3 separate regions of the Mus musculus genome follow, and regions 1 and 3 are each linked to region 2. The links are chromatin contacts, called in public Hi-C and HiChIP or PLAC-seq maps. All regions are on one chromosome and are shown on one strand. The core of a region is the stretch at or near the end of the contact, and the rest is flanking DNA. Distances in the headings are between cores, read along the strand shown.

Region 1 (3,677 bases), core at 1,163-3,662, 380 kb before region 2:
TATGGTGGCATGAACCTTTACCTCGCACCCCCCCCCCAACACACACAGGGCAGAGATACTGGCTCTTAGGGGGCTCATAGTCCAACCTACAGTAGTGAGCGCATGGTTCAGTGAGGCTAGACTCACACTCGGAAAACCTAGGTTGGAGAAGCAATTGAAGAAGACATCCCTATGACAGACACCCTCTGGACCCCACACATGCCACACAGACAGCTGCACTGAATACACACAAATACTACTCCTAATAATAATAATAAATCCCTATTAAAGAAAAAGGTACCCAGGCATGATGGCATATGCCTCTAATCCTAGCGGTTGTGAGGCCAACGAAGGTAGATCTCTGTGAGTTAGAGGCTAGCCAGCTCTACACAGAAGTCTCAGGATAGATGAGGTTACCCAGAGAGATCCTATCGCAGAGAAATAAAAATAAAGAGGAAGGAAGAAAAACTTTAGATTAAAAATTTGAGATTACTGAAATCATACCTATGGCTGAGAATGGGCACTCAGCTGGTAGAGAGCTTGTTTAATCCTTACAAAGCCCTGTGTTCAGACCCAGCACTGTATAATTTACGTGTGGTAGCACAAATCCGAACTTGTAGCATTTAGGACATAGAGGTAAGGGGATCACAAGTTCAAGACCATTGAAGGCTACATATTGAGTTTGAAGCCAATCTGAGATACATGAGACCTGGTTACACACACACACACACACACACACACCACATACATGTGAGCAGAGACGGGTAAGGGCGGGGGCGCGATACACAAGCAAAACTAGTCCCTACTCTACATGAGCTATACTGCTATAAATCAATCAACCTTCTAAATGTTTTTTGCCAACTTCTATGTTTTTGCTAAATTGAGCATAATTTGTTCATGTTCCATTTTTTAAATGAGTATTTACATTTTTAAGTAAACTTCAGGATGCATAGCTTCAGAAAGCCCTGAGGATTGACAGAATAACCCAAGCTTTGTTCATCAACAGGAAGTCATGCTGGGCAGGAATGAAGAGGGCCGAAAGCTAAACAATAACAAGTTCCCTAGCTGAGTGGTTTGATAATTTTAGACTTGGAAAGTCTAGAAAATCCCCCAAACTAGCTTTAAGACAGTGTGCAATTTGCTAAGCTTTCTATCCATCCACACAAACTGGCCACCTCCAGGCTTTCGTAGGGAGTGTTGGGGAGGGTGGTGTGAGGTACGGATGCATGCACACATGTAAGTGCAAGCTTATGGAGACCAGAGGTTGAAGTCAGGGGTCCCCCTCCATCGCTCTCCATTTTATTTTGGATACAGGATCTTTCTCAACTGATTCAGCTATGCTGGCTGGCCAGCAAGCCCAAGGGATCCTCTTGTGTCTACTAGCCCAGTGCTGGGATCACAGGTGAGTATGGTTGTGGCTAGCTTTTTTTATTATTTCTTTCTCCTCTACATGACTGCTAAGATCCTCGTATTCGTGAACAGCTAGTTCACTAACTGAGCCATCTCCCCAGCCCATCACGGGTATTACTGACTAGCCACAGACAACCTCTCTACTTTGGTTGGAAAGCAGAGCACAAGCTCACACATGTCTAGGTGGAGGAAGGACAGGAAGGGCACACCTTCCTGAATGACAGGGGTTAACTAACAGGCACACCTTTGATGGGAATATCAGCACAGATGTCAGCACTAATATGATTTTTTTGTCACTAGTATAATGAACACCAGGGACATTTCCTAAGAAAGCAATCATACCTGTCTTCTCCAGCACTGAACTTCCTCTAAGACACAATCCTGTGGCTGATTTGGCCTTACTGGACTCTCTAGGGTAGTTGCTAGCTGTAAAACACGTATAATTAACACAGCCAAGCTTTTAGGGGTAGCTAAGAGGATGGAATAAAAGACTCAGAAGAGTAGCCATACCAGGAAATCTGTTGAGTGGCAGTTATTACTGCTATGACCAGTACATCACTGCTCCTATTGTGACCACTCCCTGTACCACTCCAGGACACATCAGCTCAAACTTCCTTTGGGTTCTTCAGAACCAGTAAAGGTGTGTGATTTGATAAACTGTGGGAGAATACTCTCTCAGTTTCTGCAATCCTGGGAAGATAGAAGATAGTTCTTATTGTCATTCTGAAAACAGTGAATTCCCAGGATGGATGGGATTATCCTGTCCCTTGCTGTTTGATGTATGAACACAAGACCTATGCATGCCAGTGTCTTGAGTAAGCAAGGCTAAGGTAAAAAAAAAAAAAACCCATGAGGTTAAGGATGGTAAAGGCAGAGAATGCAGAACTTACTAATGTCCCCTAAATAAAGTCTGTCAGGATCCCACACTGTGGCTCAAGAGCCTCCCAGACTTTGTACAGCAAAGACTATGGGGAGGAGAGCGATCTGAGGTATGAATGGAATTCACTGATTAACTGGAGATGTGCGGGCAGACATGCACCTCTAACAGCACAGCTGCTCTTGGCTGTTCATGTCCTCCCCCTCAGTCTTGTGTTCTGGGACGATTTGGTTCTAGATGTGTGCCATGGCCAGGTGTTCCATTTGCCCAAGGGCTGTCCCTAACTTTGTCTCAGATTCACTCTAAGAGAAAAACTGGCATGGCATGCTGCCGGGTCCTCAGATGGGGCATAAACTGCCTGATGGGCATGGGGTATCTCCAGTGCCTTGAATGAAAAGCCAATGTGGGATAAAAAGTTAACCAGCTCAGAGCTCAGTTTGAGATATGGTGGCATAGAGCCAGCCAAGTGCTGCTAGCTGCTTAATGTGAGCCAAAGGAGTCGTAATGCAGGGTGTGCTCGACCAGTCTGTCAGGACAATGAGAACTGCCTGACTGTCGTAAGGTGGAAGTCTAGTTGGCTCACGTAGTCTAGCCCTGGGTTTTAGAAATCAAGCACCCTTCTTCATAGCCTCCATAGGCCTTATGATTAGAGAAAATATATTTCTTGTGTGTATGTGCTCTTGGAAAGCCCCTAGATCTCTGACTTGGAGATGGTTTCCCAGTTATAGCACTCTTTGTCAGTTTGTTTATTTCTATTTCAACCAGAGATATGTTGTCACTGTGTGTCATTGCCAGGTGGAAAAATAAAAATCTCCAGGCACATTCGAACAAGATGATTTGGCCAGGACACATAAACTGTGTGACTTCATACAGATTTTATCCATATTTCACTCAGCACAGATAAGCAATCAGTGAGTAAAATAGCTTTTATATTTTTCTTTAAAACCACCAGCTATCAATGATCCCCTTTAAGATTTAAATTAATATGGGCACACCGGGGAAAAATTCCTGAACAGAACAGCAATGGCTTGTGCTTTAAGATCAAGAATAGACAAATGGGACCTCATAAAATTGCAAAGAATAGACAAATGGGACCTCATTTAAAAAATTCTGTAAGGCAAAAGACACTGTCAATAAAACAAAAAGGCCACCAACAGATTGGGAAAGGATTTTTACCAATCCTAAATCTGATAGGGGACTAATATCCAATATATACAAAGATCTCAAGAAGCTGAACTCCAGAAATTCAAATAACTCCATTACAAAAATGGGGTACAGAGCTAAACAAAGAATGCTTAACTGAGGAATACTGAAGGGCTGAGAAGCACCTGAAAAAATGTTCAACATCCTTAATCATCAGGGAAATGCAAATCAAAACAACCCTGAGATTCCACCTCACACTAGTCAGAAT
Region 2 (3,787 bases), core at 1,045-3,544:
GCTAGTGAGTAGGTTGTAGATAGAGCTGAGGAGGCAGATCTCGGGGGGGGGGGGGGCTCACTGGGCAGCCAGGCAGCCATTCTAGCCTATTGGTGGACAGTGAGAGACTTTGTCTCAAAAGATAATGAGGACAGCTCCTGAAGAATCACACCTGATGTAGACCTTTGGTAGCCACATATATACACATACATTCTCTCTCTCATTCTCTCATTCTCCCTCCCTCCCTCCCTCTCTCCCTCCCTCCCTCTCTCCCTCCCTCCCTCCCTCCCTCCCTCCCTCCCTCCCTTCCTCCCTCCCTCCCTCAAATACAAAAGACAATACAAGACAAAGTACCCATGTTTGAGGCTCATGGTCTGAGAAATTACATGTAGTTCATACCTAGTATATGTGTATATTATGTTTGAAATGTATCTTTATTCTTTTCATGTCTGTATGTGTGTGGTGTGTGGACTTGGGGAAGGAGCCCACCTGGTGTTTATGTGGGTTATAGGATCCAAGATCCACTCTTCCCGTCTGCTCAGCCCATGCCACTTCCCCTGAGCTATCTTTCTGTCACCTGCTCACATGTATTTTTAAAGATAATGTTGTCACGAGTATTTAGTTTACCTGATACCTCAAAAAATAGTGAATTTCATTTTGGTGTCTTTTAATAAATAGGGAGTTAAATTATTTCTCATTGATCTAAACCTATTTTAGAAAGGCTCTTTCAGTCTTAGGTTTTCAGGTGAGGAGCTTTGTCTCCGTCATTTCCTTGTTCTGAGCCGATATCTTTGCTGTCTGCGCCTCAGCCATGGAATGGGACACACCTTTGTGCCTTTCCTGTTTGGTTTTTATATGATTGTTTCAGCAAATCCTCTATGCCACTGATTTTAAAACACTTTAGTTTACAAACTGTCAAGGAAAACAGACCATCTATTGAACTGAGTCACCATTGTCTACAGCAAGCTGTCCTTCCCACAAAAGATGTTAAACTGAGAGAAAGATATTCCTTGGTATCAAGAAAAGAGACTAAGTTGATTTTTCAGTCTCTCATCTAGATTTAATTAGACTTCAAAATCACAAACTGCTGTGTGTCTTTTTTAATTTGGTGTTTGCATAATCATTTTATATGTTTGTGTTTGTCTAAACAAAAAAGGAATTGTTTTGGATTGTTTCTACATCCCAGTTGCAGAAATATGACTGGTTTGTTTAGGCATTATCATCTTTGAACACATGTAGAAGCCCATATTCTATGGCACCCAAGCCCAGCATTGCCTTCCTTTACTGCTGTCCACCTTGTTTCTTGAGGTAGAGTCTCACTAAAGCAGAGAGCAAGAGGAATATGCCCCTGCCTGTGTCCTCCACCAACCTGCTCTGGAGTTAGACAAGTACTGCCAAGCCCAACTCCTCCTCCTCCTCCTCCTCCTCGTCCTCGTCCTCATCCTCGTCCTCGTCCTCCTCCTCCTCCTTCTCCTCCTCCTCCTCCTCCAGAAGTATATACATATTGACATGTAGCCACATTTACACTTAGTGGGCGTGCTGTGTGAGGGGGCATGTTTGTCAGTGTTACGGGTTGTATCTATTATGTTTTACCTAGCCTCTTTGTAAAATCTGTCTTTTACGTTATAAAGCTTCTAGAGACTTCCATCGCTCATCTTTGCATTTGCTGGTCTAGCACATATTGGTTGCCACAGATGGGTTCGATTTGGACTTTAATGAGGCAGCTTCATGAATACGGGATTGTCCTTCATTCAGAGTGTCTGAACAGGGTGGCTGACTTGTTGCTTGTCATGAATCCGTCCTGTGAGGTGTCACCTGGCATCTGACATGGCTTCTTTGTATACAGTATTTACTGTGTGAGTTCAGAAGAAAGAAGAAAGACCCGCACTGACCACTGTTCTGCGTCAGCCCCTTAGGTCAAGTTTTCCACCCTGACTCATGCCTATCAGGGCTGCTGAGATTGGTCGGTTGGGTTTGTAGAATTTCCTCTGTCGGGCTCGGGAGCCAGAAAGCCACGATGAAGTTTGATTTGGCTTGTGGCAGCCTTTTCCAAATACAAATTTGGAAGTAGTACAGTGAGTGCTCTGAGGGGAAAAAGAGGGGGGATTACTGTAACTACAGCTATTTGGGGAACATTTAGAAACGGGGAGACAGAACCAAGGTGTTTGGTGTCTCCCCTTAAGCTCTTGTTGCTGTAATGTTCAGAGGCTGCCTTCCTCTAGGCTGGAGAAAAGCCACAGAGGCAGCCTCTGTCTTAGGCTGCGGGCTGCCCTGCTCCAGACAGCCTTGAATGTGACCTGGCAGCCAATGCTGCTTCCTGCTGACGTGGCCTCCTGCCACTGAGCAGAACAGAGCACCTCAGTGTGCTGAGCGGGGAGCCAGGAAGGTGGGCGTCTCCAGCCAGAGAAGGAGCAAACAGGGAGGGAGAGTGCCTAACTGTTCAGGTTTCCCTGTAGATAGACTTGAAAGACACCTTTCTTATAGGAAGGGAGGAGGAGGGAGACTCTGGGGAGGGTGATGACTGCCCCAAGAATCTGTGATTTGTTTGCCTCTAGGGAGGGGTGCTTATCAGTAGGCACAAACTTCTGGGGTGGGGTGATACCCCGTCTGCCCTGAGAGATGTTGGAGAAAGCTGGACTGCATGCTGTAGGCTTCCCAGGCCACACACTTGCTGGGGGAGTCTATCTGAGCGCTCAGACATCCTCTGCAGTGTGCAGAAAGATTGGGGGTGGGGGTGGGGAGGCTGGACACAGTAGAGATACTACAAAGTTAACAAGTGGAGTGTAAGTCTCTGTGAAAGAAGCCCGGTCAGAACTCAAGCCCAGGATTCAGAAGCTGCAGGCGCCACTCACTTGGAAGACTCAGAAGTTGTGCAGGCTCAGGTCGCCCTGGTGTGCGGTTTCCACCCACGGCAGCAGCTACCAATTAGATACTTCTTATGTCCTTACATTTCAGCTGGCCTTCAGTACCAGCATGTTTATTTGAACAAATCCAGAGACAATTCCTTGGTGTCCTCTGCTTTAAGAGAGTTAATGTGGACTGTTTCTTTCGTTGTTCTCACTCTGATGCCCACGGAAGGTTGAGTGTGAAGGCTGGCCTCTCTGAGCTTAACCTGCTTCTCTTGCTCCTGTGGTGACCCGTGGCATTTCTCTCCTGACAGCCCTGGGCTCACAGGCTACAGTACTGAGAAACCACTGATGTGAGCCACCTTTTTCATCTTGTGGGTGAAACTGTCGCCTCGGGCAGGGCCATATTCTACAGTAGTGGCTTTTGTGGAACCTCAGACTGAAAGCTCTATAGCTTTTTCTGGCACAGTTTTGAGGCGGCATTGTGGTGGCAGGCTAGAGAGAACCATTCAGGTGTTTTCAGGAGTTCAGTTGATGTGGCAGGAATATCAGAGATGAAGAGATCAGGGAGATAGCCCTGCCATTAGAATGCTAGCTTTGCAAATGGGAGGACAAGGGCCTAGGCTCAGTACTCCTGGGAAAGGCCGCCCAGTAGAGTGCATGTAATTCTAGCAGTGGGCCATGAGGTAGAACACAGGCGGGCAGGGTGTCATTCCCGAAGACTGCTGGCTGGCCAGGCTTGCTGGTACAGTGAGCTCCAGGTTCAGGGAGAGATCCTGCCTTAAAAATGAGATAGAATATAATATTGAGGGACAACCTGCTGTCAGCTTCTGGCCTCCACATGCATATGCACACACCAACATAAGACACTCACACACACACACATTGAAGGGGAAGGGGAACATTTGAAAAGAAGAGACATCAGTACTGTAAGTTATGATCACTGCTGGGTGTGGTGGAGC
Region 3 (4,038 bases), core at 1,381-3,880, 420 kb before region 2:
GCAGGTAGCCACAAACAAACACTCTGCCACTTCCTTGGCTTTGTAGCCCAGAAGATATCTAACTACAGAGCCACCAGGGCAGCCATCAATCAGTGGAGGAAAGAAGAGGCAGACAATAGAGCCAGAGAGAGGGCTCAGCAGGTAAAAGTGCTTCCCACACAAGCCTGAAGACTTGGGTTTGATCTTGGGAAGCTATAAAAATATGGAAGGAAAAAACTGATTCCACAAAGTGGTCTTCTGATCACTACACGTGCGCGCGCATGCGCACATGCACGTACACACACACACACACAGAAGAATAAGTGCAGTTAAACTTTCACAAAGCAGCAGAATAAAGACTCACCCTCCTGCCAAAGAACTGCTCTTCCTGGATTGCGTTTTCTGATGAACGGGGCAGACTGGGCATCTCTCGGGGTTCTTCTTTGACATTTTGTCTTCTAAATGTATGTCTAAAATACACACAAACACAATACAAAAAGCGATTAGACTATTCTTAAAGTATTTTATATTATCTTTCATGCCATGGTTTAGTATTGATATTTTAGTATTATATTATTTTATTTTTACAACATTCAGTATTATTTCAGTATTATAATTGATATTAGTAGTATATCCTGTCAATGTTTAAAACATTCTCATGTAGCCCAGGCTAGCCTCCAGCTCAAATATAGTCAAGACTAGCCTTGAACTCCTGATTCTCTCAAGTGCTGGGGATCACAGTTTGCTGTACACAGCAGCTGAGGTGGCTTATTTTTAAAAGAGCTATGCAATTGAAAATAGCTAACTAAAATGGGATTGGTAGCCTGTGAAACAAATGAAATGTGTCTTCCGTCCACATAACGGAGGTAAGTTTACGTCAGTTCTGCCGTGTTACCTTTTAGTGGGGATGGGGATCCGGATGAAGGCTTTGTACTTGAGCAGCTCTCTGTGAAACTCTTGGAAGTGCTTGAATTTCCTCTTAACTTGCCATGTGAATTCCCCGTGCGTTAACTCGATCGTGTACAGGTTGATACTTGGCACCTACGGTGACAGATGTTTAAAAAGAAAAGGTTTTATCTCAGATAGGGAAAGTTCTGAAATTTCCCCATAGCAAACATCAGCTAATTGCTAAGTAACATTCAAGTACTATCAGTCTATTTATTTTGTGTTGGTGTTTGGCATTTTAAAGATACGCTATCTTTAGTCATTTGCTTAGAACTTCATATACTGTGTTATGATCATACTCATCCTTGCCCCTCCCCCTCATTCCTCCTAAAACCAATTCCCACCCCCAACCTCCCCTCTTCTCCCTTCCTCATTTTTAAAAATAACCTACCCAGTCCAATTTGTGCTACCCATATACTCAAGTGACAGGGCACCCACAGGAGCATGGTGGATATACCAGAGGCTACCCACTCAAAGGAAGTTAGCTCCCTCTATCCCAGTAGCCATTCACTGACAGAAGTGTCTCTGCTAGGGAGCTGGCACTTGTGAACCATTGTAGGTAACACTTTTTTTAAAAAAGCAACCAAATATAGAGGTATTGCCTTAAATGTTCACATAATAAATTACATAAATAAACTTTGTATCATACAAACAAACTCTGTAAATCCTTTTTCTCTATGCATACGCATGCCCACACGCACTTGCACACTAGAAATGGAGGAAGCAGTTAGTGAGACCCTGACAAGCACTGAGAGCCCTGGTCACACATGGACAGCAAAGACACATTGCAGATGGAGAGGAGGCAGGAACAAGGGCCTATGGGACCACCTTCTTAGCCCTTTTTACCTAAACAAATGGCACAGAGCATGATATCATCCCTTCATTAAAAAAAATGGAAGAAAAGAAAATCCAAGGTCTAGCCTTGTCTACACAAGCCCCTGCATGAGGCACCTGCCAGGGTTCAAGGACACAGGGAAGACTGCTGCCCAGCTGAGTATAGGGTGTATAACAGGATTGTGATCTTGTCAGACTAATGTAAAGCACTTGTAGACCCAGTGTCTGAGGGTACAGAAACCACGAGGTTCAGTTTCCTGTTCAAGATTTCAAAGCAAAGACACAAACTCAGCCCTGCAGTTCAGCTCCAGAGTCTGTGCATTTAAGCCCTATGCAGTATACCTTGCCCTCTAAAAGATGCCAGGCAGAATAAGGGGCAAAGGGACATCTTAGAGACGTGGCTCATCACAGAAGTGTGAGCCTAACGCTGTAGGGAAAGCCTACAGCTGAGCTCAAGCAACCAAAAGCTCTGCAGTGAATAAACCCCATGTGGAGACATGGGTTTCTAATCTCAGCACTCCTGAGGTGGAGTTCAAGGTCAGCCTCAGCTACATAGCAATAATATGTCCAAAATGTAGGGGCTAATTGGGGCTACATGAGACCATCTCTGAAAAGGGGAAGGGCAGGGGAGACAGAGACAGGGGGAGAAGGAAAGAAAAGAGTCCAGAGCACAGGCAGACAGGCAGACACCAGTGTGGACACCAGGGTGGTGTAAACTGAGTACAGCAAAATCGAAACCACAGCTGCCCGGCAGCCTCCAAGATACTGAGGGTGGGGGATGGGAGGCTGGGAAGTGGGGGGGGGGGTCAACTGACTGCTGACCAAAGGTTATGATTCTGGGTGTGTGTGGAGGCAGAGGCCAATGGTAGCTAGTCCTGACTAGTTCTTAACCTGAAGTACAAAGGTCACCGTTCTCCAACTACTAGACCTGACTTGTATGAAATCCAAGCAGCAATAAGCAAACAACTACCCAGACTGTTTTTTGATCCAATGTGTTTCTGGGAGACCAGCTTCGCTCTGCAGAGATAGTTTATGCTAATTCTTTTTTTTCTTTTTTTTTCTTTTTTTCTTTTTTTTTTTTTTTTTTTTTGTATTCAGAAAGAACAGATAGGATGAAGTCTCAGAGGCCGGGGTGGAATTTAGGGACTGAAGGTAACACCCAGAGGACTAAAGATAGGCTGCAGGGGACTGGAGAGTGGGGTCTCAAGAACAAATCAGAGATAAAATTTGCCAGCAGCATTTTCTCTCAGCAGTGCACCTGAATATAGATCTCACGCACTTATAGATCACAATGTTGGGACATTTGTTTCCTTTTAAGAGATAAGTAGCATTCATATTTTCTTGCTGAAGACGTCTTAGGAAAAGTACAGCTTCTCTTGACTTATAAATGGCCTTCAGTTAGAATGGATGTGGAATGAAAAACAAATAAGCAGAAGAAATAAAAGGGAAGGGCATGACCACTCCTCGGTATGGGGAAGGGAAGGCTTGTTGTAGACATGGGAGAGAGCAGAGTCAAAGGCAGGGGCGTCTGGGAGAGCAGAGTGAAGTTGACTTTTATCTGGGCCATGTGAGGAGAAGAGGAGGGGAGAGGGCATAGCCAGGAGAGTAAAGGGGAGGGTAACCAGATGGCTGGATTATATAGGGAAGGGCTCTGGAGAAAGGAAGCAGAGCCTTGGGCTGGAGATGCTAGGATGGGGGTGAGAGGGATGGGCAATATGCCAATCATACCCTATAACAGGTAGGGACCGAGGGATGCTGGGAGAACCTGGCAGCCGGGTCCACCTTGATGTGTTAAATCGGCACCTCGGCCATTTGTCCTGGGTTTGAGACCTAACAGACAGATGCAAGCCAAAAGCCCAAGTGAAAGGGCTACGGGAGAGTTATTAAATTAATAGATTGCCTCGAATGATCTTTCTTGTGTGTTTCTTTCCATGTATTGACCTATTTTGTGCCCATGTGTCTGTGAGCACATGGGTGTCACAGCACTCAGGTGGAGCTCAGAGGAAAGTTGTCAGGAGTCAGTTCTCCTCCATCATCCCCCAGACCTGGCTTCAGAGATCAAACTAAGGTTCTCAGCCCTGGCAGCACCTACTGAACCACCTCACCAGCCCTTGACCACTGTCCAACATAAAACACAAGAAGCCTTGAGGCAGCATAGCGGCTCACACCTATTTCCTCAACCCTGGGGAGGCAGAGGAAGGAGGGTCAAGAGCTGAAGGCCAGGCTTGGCTATGGAGACCTCATCTCACAGCAACAAGGGGCACAGTTCTCACAAGCGGC

What was found. A called contact is a pair of places that touch in the nucleus more often than the background predicts. HiChIP or PLAC-seq counts read pairs in DNA pulled down with a chosen protein or histone mark.
Region 1: a contact with region 2 is called in an H3K27ac HiChIP or PLAC-seq map of extraembryonic endoderm stem cells, with 2.2 times the contacts expected there. The contact joins two enhancer-like sites. A contact is called at or near these places in 3 of 484 Hi-C or Micro-C datasets (liver, muscle stem cells and nephron progenitors), 3 of 115 datasets of contacts at active chromatin or transcription factors (astrocytes, extraembryonic endoderm stem cells and pancreatic cancer cells) and 1 of 9 other capture datasets (macrophages).
Region 3: a contact with region 2 is called in a Hi-C map of liver, with 2.0 times the contacts expected there. The contact joins two enhancer-like sites.

The regions. Positions count from the first base shown.
Region 1 is chr3:27,987,071-27,990,747 of GRCm38.p6, reverse strand. The region is part of intron 2 of Pld1 (phospholipase D1); the gene reads right to left. Among named protein-coding and RNA genes, the nearest start is that of Pld1, 50 kb to the right of the region's middle. Within about 2 kb of position 2,412, at least 42 of the 459 cell types and tissues checked have an H3K27ac peak or open chromatin away from gene starts, as enhancers often do. A contact at or near this core is called in extraembryonic endoderm stem cells and muscle stem cells, where this site is marked.
Region 2 is chr3:27,606,123-27,609,909 of GRCm38.p6, reverse strand. The region is part of intron 3 of Fndc3b (fibronectin type III domain containing 3B); the gene reads left to right. Among named protein-coding and RNA genes, the nearest start is that of Mir3092, 23 kb to the right of the region's middle. Within about 2 kb of position 2,294, at least 221 of the 459 cell types and tissues checked have an H3K27ac peak or open chromatin away from gene starts, as enhancers often do. A contact at or near this core is called in extraembryonic endoderm stem cells, liver and muscle stem cells, where this site is marked.
Region 3 is chr3:28,025,578-28,029,615 of GRCm38.p6, reverse strand. It overlaps Pld1 (phospholipase D1), which reads right to left. Exons shown (of 27, transcript NM_001164056.1): 5 at 875-1,020; 6 at 344-449. Among named protein-coding and RNA genes, the nearest start is that of Pld1, 89 kb to the right of the region's middle. Within about 2 kb of position 2,630, at least 34 of the 459 cell types and tissues checked have an H3K27ac peak or open chromatin away from gene starts, as enhancers often do. A contact at or near this core is called in liver, where this site is marked.